Regions from separate parts of the Anser cygnoides genome. Here region 2 is linked to region 1. A link is a contact called in public Hi-C data. All regions are on one chromosome and are shown on one strand. Each heading gives the region's core, a stretch centred on a gene start, on an enhancer-like site or on the middle of the called end of the contact. The rest is flanking DNA. Distances are from core to core; before and after follow the strand shown. Region 1 overlaps MNT (MAX network transcriptional repressor). Region 2 overlaps RAP1GAP2 (RAP1 GTPase activating protein 2).

Evidence for each region. A called contact is a pair of places that touch in the nucleus more often than the background predicts.
Region 2: a contact with region 1 is called in a Hi-C map of liver, with 4 times the contacts expected there. The contact joins two enhancer-like sites. A contact is called at or near these places in 2 of 7 Hi-C or Micro-C datasets (both in liver).

What each region holds. Positions count from the first base shown.
Region 1 is chr18:12,420,222-12,423,980 of Taihu_goose_T2T_genome, reverse strand. The region is part of intron 3 of MNT (MAX network transcriptional repressor); the gene reads left to right. Among named protein-coding and RNA genes, the nearest start is that of MNT, 16 kb to the left of the region's middle. Within about 2 kb of position 1,825, at least 3 of the 3 cell types and tissues checked have open chromatin away from gene starts, as enhancers often do. A contact at or near this core is called in liver, where this site is marked.
Region 2 is chr18:12,552,738-12,556,409 of Taihu_goose_T2T_genome, reverse strand. RAP1GAP2 (RAP1 GTPase activating protein 2) reads right to left here. Exons shown (of 26, transcript XM_066979512.1): 3 at 1,125-1,160. The coding sequence starts at 1,147. Among named protein-coding and RNA genes, the nearest start is that of RAP1GAP2, 22 kb to the right of the region's middle. Within about 2 kb of position 2,164, at least 1 of the 3 cell types and tissues checked has open chromatin away from gene starts, as enhancers often do. A contact at or near this core is called in liver, where this site is marked.

The DNA.
Region 1 (3,759 bases), core at 576-3,075:
TTTAAGTTTGTTTTTACTATGTGGATATAATCATAGATTTACTAAGAAAGCTCTGGAAAACAATCAGAATTTGTGAGATGGGATAGCCCAATGAATCCTATAGCTCAGATAGTCCTCTGGCTGTTAGATTTAGTTGTTATTCACGTTGGAGACTGTCCCGAGGTCCCTGCGTGGTCTTTTACTAGGCCTTGTTTGTCCTCCGTAGGAGTGGAGCAAAAATTGAAAACGTTTGAACTCTTTTCCACTCCCTAGCAATCAGTTTGAGACAAGCAAGTAGAGAAAATTCTTGTCAGTTTTGTACACATATTGTGAATAAATAAAGGGTTTCAATTTGTAGCATCTTGTGTGATATTTTGAAAATGAGGGAAAGGAGAGTGTTTAAAAATTCAGCTTTCTTTAAGCTCCACTCATAGTCTGAAAATCGTGTTCCATCTTTAGGCTGCCGGTTAGGGCAAGATAAACAGTTATGAATGAAGCAAGCTGACTGGCCAAAAGTGAGATAATAGTTTGTAGGAATAGATCTATATATAGCTCGAAGGATACAGCAGTCTGAACTGCAGTATCCAGTGACTCACGAACGGCTCAGGAAAGGTGTGCTCAGGGTAGAGTCTTGTCTGAAATCTCAGCACTGCTGCTGCAGTGAGTGTGAATGAAAAACTCCAGCGGAGAACAGGTTGCAGGGTTTTGTGGCTGTACCTAGGCGGCTACAATTAATAACTTAAAACTCAGTTCCACAGGGCAGGTATCAGATTTGTCACATCTGACTGCTTCCTTGTGTATTGGCACAAGAGTAGGGGTGTAAGAAGAGTTGGTTACATCACACAGAAATACCAGCTCCTATAGAGAGTAGGTGGTTATCTCACCTGGCAGATGAAAAATAAAGGCGAGTGTTCATTTCCAGCTCTCAAAGACTTGATTCAGATCATGCAATTACCACTATGTATGAGATTTCTCAGTGATAATACAGGAATAGCAGTTTTGATGTATAACTCCTTGGAATTAACAAAAACATCCCAACATTTTTGGGTGAAAGAGTTAGTAACTGGTGTATTATTGTCCGGAGTTGACTCAGAGTAGCCCCGTGACCTTGCATTAGCCTCTCTCACCAGTTTCCATAGATGCAAAACGGAGCTAACAATGCCTAATTATCCACTTCATCTACTAAAAAGGGTTAAGGCTGGGGATGCTACAACCATTTAATTACCCTTTTTAATGAGCTCTGAAAATAAGTGACTGGGAACCGGTATTGCTGGCGTAAATCATGCAGCGGCTGGACGCAGTGGGCGCAGGCGGGCTGCCGAGGCTGGGAGCTTCTAGAGGAAGAGCAGAGGCCGGCCCAGCACCCAGGCCTGCTCCCAGGCCCAGCACCCAGGCCCAGCGCCCAGGCCTGCTCCCAGGCCCAGCACCCAAGCCCAGCGCCCAGGCCTGCTCCCAGGCCCAGCGCCCAGGCCCAGCACCCAGGCCCAGCGCCCAGGCCTGCTCCCAGGCCCAGCGCCCAGGCCCAGCACCCAAGCCCAGCGCCCAGGCCTGCTCCCAGGCCCAGCACCCAGGCCCAGCACCCAGGCCCAGCGCCCAGGCCTGCTCCCAGGCCCGCGCCCAGGCCGGCCGCCTCGCCTCTTTGGAAAGCGAGCAGCCGTGCGCCTGCTGAGTGCGATGCCAAGCTCCTTGCATCATCCGCTCTCCTCCCCCTCTCCCCACCACAGCTGTGGTAGCAACAATTATGCGGGGAGGAGTGTGTCTATCTGTGGCATTTCCACCCGTTTGATCCCTCTCAGGCAATCACGTGGAGGTGGGGTTTCTGCCTTGCTTACGTGTCTGTGTTTTTAAATCAGCCTCTCGTGTTGCCGCTCCGCAGTCAGCACACCGCCAGCCCGCCTCTGTACGACACAGCGCCGTGTGATCAGCCGGTGGCTGCCATAACTACCTGCGGCTTGCGAAGTGTGGGCAGCGTTTCGCAGATGCTGCCCGCAAAGAGCAAAGACGCGGGCACCCCGCTCGCCTCCCGACACCCGCTGCCCGTCTCGCCCCCATGTCTGCCTGGCCCTGTGCAGGAAGGGAAATGTTCTTTCAGTGCGAGGGAGCTCGGCGAAAGAAAGGCTTTATCAGGTCGAGTTTCTGCTTGTCGGTGCCAGGATGCAGACTCCCAGTTCAGGGCTTGGTAGCGCTGCCTGGTGCTGCTGCCCCTGCCACCCACCTGCGGGGCGCCCGGGGGTGCACACCGCTCCTGCCCCTGCCCGCTGTGGGCTCGTGCAGCTCCCCCAGCAGAGCTAGGGACAGCCGTAATCTCTGCGTGGTGCACAGAATAAGCCGGGCAATTTTAGTCCCTGACATTTATTTATTTTGAAAAACAAAATAACAAGCTTTTTTTTGCTGGCTAGGTCTAGAAATGCCTTTGTCTTTTCTTCAAATATTTGTGAAATATACAGGGATCAGGACTCTGTGCCTTCTTCTTGTATTTTAATGTGGCTGCTTTTAGGACGCTGCCATCAGAAGGTGTTTTTCTGTAACCTTCCTAAGGGCAGTCAATGAATGCAGTGGTATGCACGGATGAAGACAGTGCCCAGAGGGGGGGGAGAGGAGGGAAGGCGAAGAAAAGAATGGTCAGCTTTACGTATTTCAAAACAAAATATCTAAGATAGGTCCTTCCCCAGAGATTTTTTTGCCGTTTTAATTGTCTTCAATCTCTGTTGATGTTTTTTGCCAGCATTGTCAGCATTGTTCAGCTAGGGAGTATTTACATTTGTTTATTTTGATTTTAGAGTGTTGATGAACAGCATGTGAAAGAAACAAACCCAAATGAGTTCAAAGATATTATCACTTTGTCATTAATGTACTTTGAGGCTTTTTTTTTATCAACAATCTCACATTCTCAGATGCCACTGGCAAAGCTGCTGAGGGAACATACAATTGGAACGCACTGCCTGTAACTGAGCCCAGCCAGGTGCCATCAGGGGTGTCATATAATCCGGTTCCTAAACGTCTGTAACACTGTAGAGGTTGGTTGGTTGGTTGGTTTGCTGTTTATGACAAGAAGATGGGAGCCTTCTCTGTGTTGTAGGGGCCTCTCCTCACCCTCTGTTCTCTGATGGTTAGAAACCCTGACAGCAGACAGGTGACTATCTCCTGGTTAGGCAAAGGGAGTGTTTTACAAGACTTTTTAAGGGTAAAACTAACAATTTACTTCAATTGCAGTGGCTTTCACTGGCAGCACAACCAAATTCATGTTAATTTCAGTGTACGTCATGTTATGTCCTGTGTATTTCTAAACAGTAGCCAGTGATTTCAGATTTCCTTCAGTCAGTCCTTCCACTGCCCCCCTCGGCAGCCACATTTCCATTTTCTGCTGGGGTAGATGTACCACTGCACATACGATCACTAATGCAGCGGGTGCAGCTTTACGTGCCTGGCAGTGTGCTCATAAAGGGCCTGATGAAATACAGAAAGCCCTTGCCAGTCACCATAAACAATGGTGCCCCAAGGAAATGAAAAATTGCCTGCCTGTTTTACACCCATGTGCTTTACAGATTAGAATGTGGCTTTAGGTATTTAGGTGCTTTAAGCCTGACTGTAAGATTTTTTTATTCCCATAATAATGATGTGGAACTAAATGATCTATTTTCCAGTATGCCACAAGGCTGATTAAATAGGAGGCTGGAAAAGGGGTTTTAGAGTCAACATTCAGCTTTGGGTATTCTTTTCTTTGTTTGTTATTTTTTAACAGTGGATTGGAGAAGATTACAAAGCCTGAAATGAATATAA
Region 2 (3,672 bases), core at 915-3,414, 130 kb before region 1:
GGAGTGCTTGCAATGGAAAATCCCTGGCTCGGGAAGCGGGAGGGAGGCACAGCATGGGCAGGGCCCGGCGTGAGAGGCATCCCTGGTGCCACAGGAGGAGGTTGTTTCCTTTAATGCTGAAACCTCCTGGAAAGCCACGGCTGCGCTGATAGAAGACAATTCCCCGGCAAAGCATCAAGTCACTGGGATGCTCAGGGGCTGTCTGGGTGGAGCTGGCTCAGACCCCCTGCTCTGAACAAATTCCATCTTCAAGCGTATTTTCTGGAACAAGCACAGCTTTCGCAGCCACACTGCCCACTGCCCTCACACCTGCCGAGGGGCCGGGCAGCAGCCCCCTGCCGGGCGGGGGGTCCCGCACGCCTCAGCCCACCTCCCTGCAGGCGCGGGATCTGCCCCGCGGCCGCTGTCCTGGGCAGCGCCACCCTCGTGCCGTCAGATCTCAGCAGGTCTGCGGCAAGCCCGAGGCAGCCCCGCAGAGCGGCACCACCACCCCGGGGACCCCACGGACAGGGACAGCCGGCGCTCCGCCAGCAGCCCACGGGGAACAGCAGGGTAAGGGGCACCGCACACCCTATATCCCACCGGGAGCTGCCCCCTCCCAAAACTGTGAGATCCAAATCCCAACCAGAGCGAACCCAGACCTTGCTGATGTTACAGCCAGCAGCCTGCCCTGCCAGCTCCCATTCCCATCCCTCCAAGTCCAACATCCTGTGAATTCCACCATGCGTGCCTGAAACCCGCTAAAAATACAGCATGCATATCATCCTGTTCACCATAACCACTCGCTGCATGCATCACCTCAGACTGTAAGGAGCAGGGGCTGTGTGACGCGCACAGAAACAGCCCCTCGAGCAGGCAGACAGGGAGGGGACAGACACACCGCCCTGCCCGGCTCCGCTCTGCCCAGGCCGGTGCCGCGGGGACGGGCACAGGCACAGCGCGGGGCTGGCACCGAGAGCCCCCGGCTGTGGTACAGCCACCCTGACCTGCCCCGTGTATGGGGGTGGGTTCAGTTGGCTGCTTGGTTTTTAAGGGCAGGGCATCCTCCCTCTGCTCTAGGCCATCACTGGCCACCGTGCATGTCACAGGAGAGTGGCTTTATAAGAGAAAATTGTGGTACTCACTTCATCTTCAGGCTGGCGAGCATTGTCTTGTCGATCCTGGGGAGAGAGCAGAGCAGTGCGTTACTGGTGATGGTACAGCGACACGGGTTGTCCGGCCTCGGGACCCATCCTCCTCAGGTGTCCACGTTCACCTGAGGACCCGAGGAACGAAGCCCGTCCCTTGCCTCCCCGGCCAGCTTGTTCCTGTGTTTCCCCCTTAGCTCTACTCAAGGTCTGGCTCTCCCATCACACTCCCAAATTCATTTATCCACATCCAAGCCCTTCCATGTAGCCCTGATCCCAAGCCTCCCAGAAAGCACGGATTTAATGAGGACAGACCCGAGACAACGCAGGTGCACCAGAACATCGCCCCTGACCCCGCAGCCCAGCCCTGCAGCCTTACAAGAAGCACGGTCCCACGGGTGAGGACTCCAGGCGCAGCAAGGCACACGACCTTTAGAGCTGACCGGGCTGCCCCACTGCGTGAGCACGGGTCCGTGCCTGGCCCCGCAGCGCTGCCCCGGCCCCGCACCTCGCCCAGCCCAGGTGCCCGCACTCGCTGCGAGCACCCGCAGCCGCCCCGAGCCCTGGAGCTGGAGCAGCGCAGGGCAGCCCGGCCGGCTGCTGCGGGGCTGGGATCCCAAGCCGCATCGCTTCTGTATTTAGCACTGGTAATAAGCGCCTGTCTCCACAGAATTATTATGGTTAAAAGCCATATTAATATTAATTAATGCAAATCATAGTAATGTCTCAAAGTGCAAAATTATGTCTTTTGACAGTAACTGCAAATTCTGTGTTGTCTGCTACATGGTGCACCAAAAAAAAAAAAAAAAAAAAAACCAAACCAAACCAAACCAACAGAACACTACTGGTTTCTGCATTGCGATCACAGAAAACACTGCAAGGCCGCAGAAATGCGTTTTCCCCTGCACCAGCAGCCGTACCTCCCCCTGCTCCCGGGCTGGGCGGGTGGCGCAGTGGGGCCAGGTCCCGCGCGCCCTGCCACAGGCTGGGCTGTGCCGGCACCGGGGGTCCTGCCTGGCACGTTCATGCTGCCCGTGGGCAAAGCCACCGCGCTCCCCGCGCCTCCTGGCCCCTGCCCTGCTCTGTCTGCTGCAGGGGCAGAGCCCCAAACCTGCGGGAGCTCCTCTGTGGCTGAGGAGCACCGGGTGAGCCCGGAGGCACCCAGGTCAGCGGGGGGCTCCCCGCCCGCAGCACAGACTGAAGCTGTCGCCCCTTCCATCCTTGCGGGCCCCCCACCAGCATCTGCCCGTGCTCACGGCTTCCAGAGACCTGGCACACTGCCGCTCGTACACAGACCCGGGTCAGCTGCTACTAGTGCTTAATATTTAACCAGCCTGCCTACAGATCTTGTTGAACATTAAGTCGGGCTGAACGCTGAAGCATGCTGCTGAGATATCTGCTGCTGAGCTCTGTAATGGGGCCAGCGAGCTGGGGGACGGGGGCACTGGGGACGGCTCCTGCAGGCCCGCGCCGGCAGCGGGGCTGTGCCCAGCGGTTTGGGTTCCGTCAGGAAGGAAGCATGAGAAGAAAAATCAGTTGCTGTTATTTTGCCTCACGGAGAGAGAAGGAAAAAAAAAAAAGAAAAAAAAAAGAAGAAGAAAGAATACAAGAAAGAAAACCCTCAGCTGGGGAAACCGCAGTTGCGAGATGACTAAACTGAGCGAGCAGCGTGGTCAGGCCCTCGCAGCGCTCCCCTCCCGAGGTGGGGCGATGTGAAACAGCGCACGCCCCCGGCTCTCCTCCCCACAGCACAGACCTCGGGGCGTCTCTGCCCCCTGGACCCAGGAGCAGCGCCCAGGAGGACGGAGCTGCCGACGCAGCTGGGCCTCCCCGCAGAGGGGCTGAGGCCGTGCCGTGGCTGGGCACAGGGCCCGGCGGCAGCCCCCCGCAGGCTCTGCGCTCCCCAGCCAGCGGCCCGGCACCTACCGGGGTGACACCGACCGCGGCACCACACCCCTGGCTGCCCGTCGCCACGTCCGCGCTGCGTTCAGCCCCGGCCACCCCGGGACAGGCACGCTGCTCCTGCGGCCCCGTGGGAACAGATGCAGCCGGCAGAGAGAAAAATAACAACAACTCACACGCAGCTCGGGGCTGGAAATAGCAACTACAGCCCATAGAAAGAGGTGCCTGGGTGTGCCCGGCCACCCCTCGTGCTTATTCACCAGGTTTCCACAGGAAGGGCGTGTCGGCCGCAAACCCGAAATGACTGTGAGAAGATGAAGAGGTGCAGGTACACGGCCGCGGCAGGCTGCTGCCTTGCCAGTAAAACTCCAGAAGGGCTGCGGGATGGCGCGGAGCTGGGGGACGCTGCAAGGAGAGGCTGGCACAGGCACACAGCATGCCCCTGCCGCGGCTGCAGGCCCTGCGCGCACTGAGGACGGCGGCGCTGCACGCACTGCGAGCCGGCCGGCTCCAGGCACCGCACGGGCACTCTGCAGGGAACACACGGCTGCGAGGGGCATCTTCCTGACGGGACCCCTGGGAATTTGTTTGCCAGCCTCACCTGGGACCTTCCCAGCAGCACATGGGGAATAGGGCTTCTCCC